Regions from separate parts of the Danio rerio genome. Here region 1 is linked to region 2. The links are chromatin contacts, called in public Hi-C maps. All regions are on one chromosome and are shown on one strand. The core of a region is the stretch at or near the end of the contact, and the rest is flanking DNA. Distances in the headings are between cores, read along the strand shown. Region 1 holds the start of mab21l1 (mab-21-like 1). Region 2 holds the start of LOC141377868.

Region 1 (3,681 bases), core at 1,124-3,623, 150 kb before region 2:
TTTATTTTGTAAGAAGAACCAAGCTACACTCTATAATTTTAAGCCGAAGATCCAGATACTTAACCACCCCCCAAAAATATTAAATTGCAGTATATGTATCACGAATCATTATTTGGACACAAATATTCATTTGTTTTTATTAACTCTTTAAATAAACTCAGAGACAGATATAAAAAATCAAATCACAAAATGTTATATTCCAGTGTATTTCAAGTGCATTGTTTTCAGGTATATTTTTTTTCATATATATATTCTCAACTTCAGCCTTTTACCATGTAAGCAAGGTACAAACAAAAACGGTCGAATATAGCCTACTTTAAATAATTAATTCAAGTATGCGTATGGAATGTTTAGGAACGTAACAAATAGTACCATCAAAATGTAAACTTTTGCAATTTGCCATTGACAATAGATTAAATCGCTGATGCAGGTTTAAATGATTTTTTCTTCTTTCTCTCTTCAGAAATAATCCAGGCGAATGTTAAAACAGGTGAAATTATACTTCTATTTACGTGTCACAGAACAACATTCACAACTGCAGACCACCGGATTCACAATCTACAAATGTGTCTATTTACAGTATAAAATGTACAGGTTATTCTGTCTTCGTGTGTCGAAAGCTTTTAGGTAAAATGTGTTGTCGGGCAGGGCTCGAAAAAAGAAAAGAAAGAAACAGTAATACTGACAGGTAACCATTCATTTTGATTGTTGATACAGTTTGCTCCCTCACGACAAATTCTCGTCATGTAAAGTATTTTTAAACGGAGCTCTCTAAAATATTTTTACAACAAAATCAACGGAGATTGGTTTCAACAGTGACCATTTTGTGGAAGAGATCCTGATTAGCATCGTCTAGGCCTCAGAACTTTGATCAGTCAGACCTCCAATTCACAAACATGTCGTTTATTTTTTACCTCAGAGTTTCTCCAAGCTTTTAGGGTTGGTTAGAATTTCTCTTGCCAGTCGCCAAGTCTGTTTGGCAGCGTTTTCAAGGGCCGAATGTGGCTTCCCTTGGAAAAGGTCTAGGTTTGGCAGAAAATAATGGGGGCATCTCCTACACTGCAAGCACGAAATGAGCTGCAATAAAATCCCGTTCAGCCGATCCCCGAGGCAGTTTTCGTCCCAGTCCGACTCGCGCGGGTGTTTTTCGCACTCGTAAGACACAAGAGTTTTCATGTGATAGTTGTTGAGAGGCTGTCCCGGTAGTTCAAGGTGACGGTCGCGCAGCGTCTTGAGCAGGGACAGACATTTCTTCCTGCAGCCTCCTAGGAGCAGTCGGTTCTCCGCTTCGGCGAACTGCAACACCCAGGCATCGCTCTCCGCCGAGCTCTGCTTCCCGTTCAGCGAGTAACACTCCTTCGACAAGAGATTGAAACCCTCGGCTTTGACTTCTGCCACTCTGTTCGGCCCAGGCCACGGGATGTGCGGCAGCGGCCAGTGAGCAGCGCTGCGCGGCCAAATGCCGGTGCACTTGAACGCAGGAGTGATCTGAACCACATATCGGTCTCTGATGCGTAATTTCACCTCGCTGGTGTCGGCGACCATTTTAACCACGTCCCTATAGCTGCACTTATCCACCGCCTGCGCCACGAGCGTCTGGAACCTGGAGCGGATCTTGCGCGCGGACAGGTATCCCGAAGCCGTGATGAACTCTACCCAGAGAGACATACTTCTCTTCCGCCCGTCGCTGAGCTTGAGCACGGCGCAGCCCGGCAGAGAGCCGTCGTCCACGAAGTTGAAGACCCCCATCTGGTTCAGATAGAGGACCACCTCGAATTCAGTTGGAGAGATGACCTCGAGCCCTTCGAAGCGGTTATCCATTTCGTTTAAGGAGCTGATAAAGCGGGGCTCCTGGACCTCCACCTCTTTTAGGACATCTGAGACCACCTTGCACACCTCCCGGATGGTCTTGGAGATGGCCGCTTTCCGAGACTGGCATTTCTCGTTGTAGTATTTATTGAGATGATACACCAGCTTGGCCTGGGCGGCGATCATATTTGGACAGAGATCCGGGTTGTACACCGGAGTCTCGCAGTAACCCGAGGGATCCAACGCGGCTGTTTGTACAGGAGCCAATTTTAGAGAAGAATGTGGACTATTTAGAGAAAAAAAGGGGGCTATAATTTTTTATAATGCCTTTTTTATTTGTGCGTGGAGCACATGCACAAACTCGGGCAGTTAAATCATCTGCTTGTATTTTCTTATGCGACCAAAAAAGAAAAAAAATCAAACCCCTTGGTCTAATTCGGCAATTAAAAGTCCATACGCACGGATCAGTAGTTCAGCAAACCTCTTGTATCCACTTGCGGTGCCTTTTCTCTGTTTTCAATAGGGGTTGGAAAGTGCAGGGTGCTCTTAAGTGTGTGTCCAAGCGGTGTTGGTGTGTTTAAGACTCCGAACTCAGTCCTCTGAAATTATAAAGGGAGGGTTTGAGATGAGCTCGTCCAATCACAGCACGAGTCGTCACTGCCTTCAGTTTATTGACGACAAATTAATCCTTAGCTTTTATACACAACCAACCCGTCTGTTGGAAACACACCTACACTTTGGAGGGAGAAGAAACAGGTTTATTCGCGATACATGGACCTTTTCTGTTCTTCTTTATAGATAATTTGGTTATTTTGATAATTTATCAAGGCTTGATTTATAACCAGAAAGCAGGCTATTGAATTTCATATTTGTGAATATTTATTGTGTATGCCTATTATTTGATACTTAACATGTTCATTATCGTTTTAAGAATATTTATTATGATTAGATTTAAGACAGGTTATTTAACATTTTTTTTATTTTATTTATTTCGTCTGTAGAATGGCGTGCACTTTGAAATGCATAATGTTTTTCGTTGATCTGCTCATCCGATTTATCTTTTGGCTGTGCAGTATAGTTTTGCGACATTCTTTGATATGACTACATTTATATTATCTGTTGCTTATATTTGGTGATATCTCTCTTCAGTGCGTGTAAATTTAAATCCGCTTTGCATAATGTGTTTTGTAAAATATTCTTTAAAATGTTTAGCTGTGTAAATATGTTAGTTAATGCAGGGATGTTTTCTTTAATTTGAACCATTTCAAACATATTTTCCTTTATTAGGCTATAGAAAATGGTGAGTTGGGTTCAACTTATCCAAATCATGCCCTCGTCTTATTTATTATTAAATATAAAATGAATAGGTTTAGTTTTTCTGAAGTTAATTGACGATAGCAGGAATACGAAGGCCTTTGAAGTAATATGCGTTAAGGTGATTTCCTAAACCTAGCCGATTAAAAAAACGCTTTTTGGTGTTATTAGCAGTTCTAGCCTAAATTATTTTTAAAAAGCATTATATACGTTTTGAACGAATTAAACCTTCAAGCTTCACCAAAGTGGAAGCGTCTTTTTTATTTTTAAATTAATGATTAAAAACGTGTTTTAATGTGTTGTTTAGCCTACTTTTAGTTCTTCGGTTTATCTTTATTTAAAATATGCATGTTTTAACGTATCATTGCATTAATTTAGCTATATGTATTTTAAGTCTTATTGAATGCTGCAGTCTGCAAGTGGTTTAATGCAAAACATTTAGATCTTAATTTATGATCTCGAGCCTTTAAAACAGGTTCATATTTGGCAGATTTACCTCCTTTTATTCGTTTGCCTCGGCATATTTTAGTCTAATTTATTTACCGGTAAAATGTTAAC
Region 2 (3,690 bases), core at 1,142-3,641:
TTTTATTTAACAAATATTACATTAATCATTTTTTTTAATTCAACTATGGGGTGCGGCTATAGGAGGCCTACAAGACATTGTGCCCAGGGGCCTCTGAATTATTAATCCGGGCTTGGTGATGGGAAGTTCAGATTTCTAACGCGGATGTTTGGACTCAACATTATGTAGTCAGCAATAGTAATTTCAGTCAGTTAAAACATCACCATGATCTGAAAAATGTCTTACAGTAAAGTTTTGCACCCCAACCGGATCGTAATTCACTTATTTAAATTCCATTACGATTGTCTGTTATGAAATAAACGTACAATTTTCACCAGATCCTCTTATTTAAGTCTTCGGTTTACCCGTGCTGCAGTTGTTCCAAGTTCAGTTCAGTCACACAGCAGGCTGTACTGTTTGTGTTTGGTTTACTGAATCACGCATGCGCAGAATTATCGGTTCTAATAACTGAATGAGAGTATATATTGGATTATTTAGAGTCAGAGGGAGGTACTGTATTAGGCATGTTATAAAGTAAGTTGTTGGTGGATAAGTGCTTACTTGAGACGCAAATCGTTTCAAATGATTCAGTTCGATTTGGTGAGCTAGTTCAACCGGTTCACTTAGAAGATCCGGTTAAAAAGATTTGTTCGCAATCGCGATACAGAAATAAAACCCATTATTGGGCACAAATGGGATCTGGCCAATGGCAGCAGGAGTTTCTGAGGTGCGAAAGGGTCAAACACAAACACCTGCAGCACAGATTATTTTTCACTTCTAAATGGCTTACAGTAAGATTATGTATTAAATACATTTACAAATACGAAAACAAAGGAGGTTTTAGCTATAATTTTAGTTAGTTCCAGTTAGTTTTGTTTCTACACAATACACTTTCAGTTAGTTCTAGTTTTTGAAAAAACTCTCGTTTTTATTTTTATCTCAGTTAACGACAATTATTTTACATTTTAGTTTTCGTTTTTCGCTCATTTTCATTAGCTATAATAACCTTAGTGTGTATGCACTTTATAGTTACCCACCAGTTATTAGCTTTATTAGGAATAGTTAACCCAAAAGGGGATATATATTTTCCCATTATTTACCTTTAAGCCATACTAGATACAGTATATACTGTAGGCCTTTATAATGAGTTCTTGATGCTCCAAAAAGTGCATCCAGCTATCAGTTATATAAAGTAATCTATAATAACCCAGTTGGTTAAAAATGCCCTCAGATGGTTTTTTTTCCTATGTATTAAAATTTTCTGATTATTTAACCACCTCCAAACCTTCCAAGATGAAGGTTTTAAAATGAAGCATACCATGATTTTTCTATCTAATGCAAGTTCATGGGCCTTAATGTATATCATTGTGAATGTCTAAAATCTGTATTTACAGTTAAGTGGTCCAGGTGACCCTAGTTAATATATAAATCATAATTAGCTAAAATAATACTGTAATAATCAAAAAACAATTCTAGAGCTTAAAACTGCTTACCTGAAAAACGTACTGGAAAAAATAGCTTTATCTGGCAAACACCTCTGAGTTTTCATTGGTTCGAAGCACATCAAATGAAAAGCAAATGAGAAATGTCTTGAAGAGAGTGTGGCATGTCAGATATACTAGAGAGCATTTTATTGGTCAAGATTTGATGAGAAACTGAAGTATGAGCTGACGTTCATTGATCGATTTAGGCAGAAGTGACAAACTGCAAGCTGTAGATGTTTATATTAGTTCAATATTTTCTAAAAGCGAATATTGTCACTGTTTTGAGGCACAGTAGCAAACAAATATCCTTAAAACTAACAAACTGAAACTAAGAACTAAATTTTTTTTTTCCACAGGACCTTTCACATCTGTTTACTCACTGCTGTAAATTTAGTTTACAGCATGTTAAAAGTATGAATTTTATTATTGAGAGAAAAACATGCAATGAATTGGTACATTATATTGAAAGAATTACTCAAAATGATATACCTTTTAAGCTATAAAAGCTTGTCTTGGTTTAGCTCTGTAATGCACAGTCACAAAAGAGCGGAAGAAAGAAAAATCTTAAATCAATTTTTTTTCATTTAAGATAGTACTGTTCCTTAAATTAAATCTAAAATGCAACAAAAAACTACCCTGGTATGCCACTTGGCTGTACAGTATGTAAGCAACCTATGGACTTTTTATAAAACAAACAGCAATTTTCATATTTCTGAATGCACTATTCCTAAAAAGTTCACCTGCGAGCTCAAACAGCCACGCTTGTTCTATACTAAAACGAATGCTTGGAGAAATAATACTGTTGATGTCAGAATTATTAGCCCCCCTTTGATTTTTTTTTTCTTCTTTAAATATTTCCCAAATTATGTTTAACAGAGCAAGGAAATTTTCCAAGTACGCCTGATAATATTTTTTTCTTCTGGAGAAAGTCTTATTTGTTTTATTTTGGCTATAATAAAAGCAGTTTTTATTTTTTTTAAATGCCATTTTAAGGTTAAACTTATTAGCCCCTTTAAGCCATTTTTTGATACAGAACAAGCCATCGTTATACAATAGCTTGCCTAATTACCCTAACCTGCCCAGTTATCTTATTAACCCTTTAAATGTCACATTAGGCTGTATAGAAGCATCTTGAAAAATATCAAGTCAAATATTTTTGTCTGTCATCATGGCAAAGATAAAACAAATCAGTTATTAGAAATGACTTATTAAAACTATTGTTTAGAAATGTGTTGAAGAAAATCTGCTCTCCGTTAAACAGAAATTAGGGAAAAATAATTCTGACTTCAACTGTATATGTTCCCATTATTTACCTTCAAGCCATCCTAGATATATAGGCCTTTATATTGTCTTTATATTAAGTTTTTGAATCTCTAAAAAACTGGGTCCATCTATCAATAATATATGGTAATCTATAAAAATCCAGTTGGTTCTTCCGATTACTCACACAAAAAATACACAAAATTATATAATAATGCTCCAATTTTACGGTGCAAATAAAACAAATCAACTGAATAAACAAGACCCATCCTACCAACATACTATTCCTAACTTCACCTAAACCCTCACGCTTATACGAAAAAGAATGCTTGCAAAGGAATAGTAACAAAGTAACTCGTACTAGAACAAAAAAAAACAGCCACATGTTACCACTTGGCCATGTGTGAACAACATTACCCAACTAGCCGTTTCCCCGGAGCCCCCCTCACCTGCAGGTCAGAGGTCGGGTGCCGTGGCGACGGGCTAAATTAGCCTATCACGGCCTCTCCTTTCGCCTCACACCTCCCCAGCTGTCACTGCAACACATAGTGATGGCGAACTCTCTCTCTCACACTACTAATGGCTGCAGCTGCACAGCCGCTTCTGAGTGTTTGTCGGCCCCCCTCCCAATAATAAGGCCACCACACTGAGCGCAAAATGGCGATCTCTGCCTTGTAGGGTTGCCTCTGGGGTGCTATAGCTCTGGCCTGTCTGACACTGGAGAGGGAGAGAAATCAATAAGCACCGTGGAGATCTGGCTGGTGGGTCTCCAGAAAAAAACCCCGTGTCTAATGGGAAGGAGGTCAGGAAGTGGACTTGACTGCGGCGGCAGGGCAGGTGTCTGAGGATAGGGAATGTGAGAGGGTGCGCTGCTCAAAAATAATGTTCTTATTTTGAATGTTTTACTATATAGAACAACATGATACATGAAAAAATAAACATAGTATGTCATAATTAGTGTTGTTAG

What was found. A called contact is a pair of places that touch in the nucleus more often than the background predicts.
Region 1: a contact with region 2 is called in a Hi-C map of an unstated tissue, with 2.2 times the contacts expected there. The contact joins the promoter of mab21l1 here to the promoter of LOC141377868 in region 2. A contact is called at or near these places in 2 of 18 Hi-C or Micro-C datasets (embryo and an unstated tissue) and 1 of 4 datasets of contacts at active chromatin or transcription factors (embryo).

What each region holds. Positions count from the first base shown.
Region 1 is chr15:35,684,016-35,687,696 of GRCz12tu, reverse strand. mab21l1 (mab-21-like 1) reads right to left here and starts at 2,373. Exons shown (of 1, transcript NM_152974.2): 1 at 112-2,373. The coding sequence starts at 1,995. The coding sequence ends at 916. The region is part of intron 29 of nbeab (neurobeachin b); the gene reads left to right.
Region 2 is chr15:35,538,886-35,542,575 of GRCz12tu, reverse strand. It overlaps LOC141377868, which reads left to right and starts at 2,391. Exons shown (of 2, transcript XM_073923854.1): 1 at 2,391-3,690. All of the region lies in intron 29 of nbeab (neurobeachin b), which reads left to right.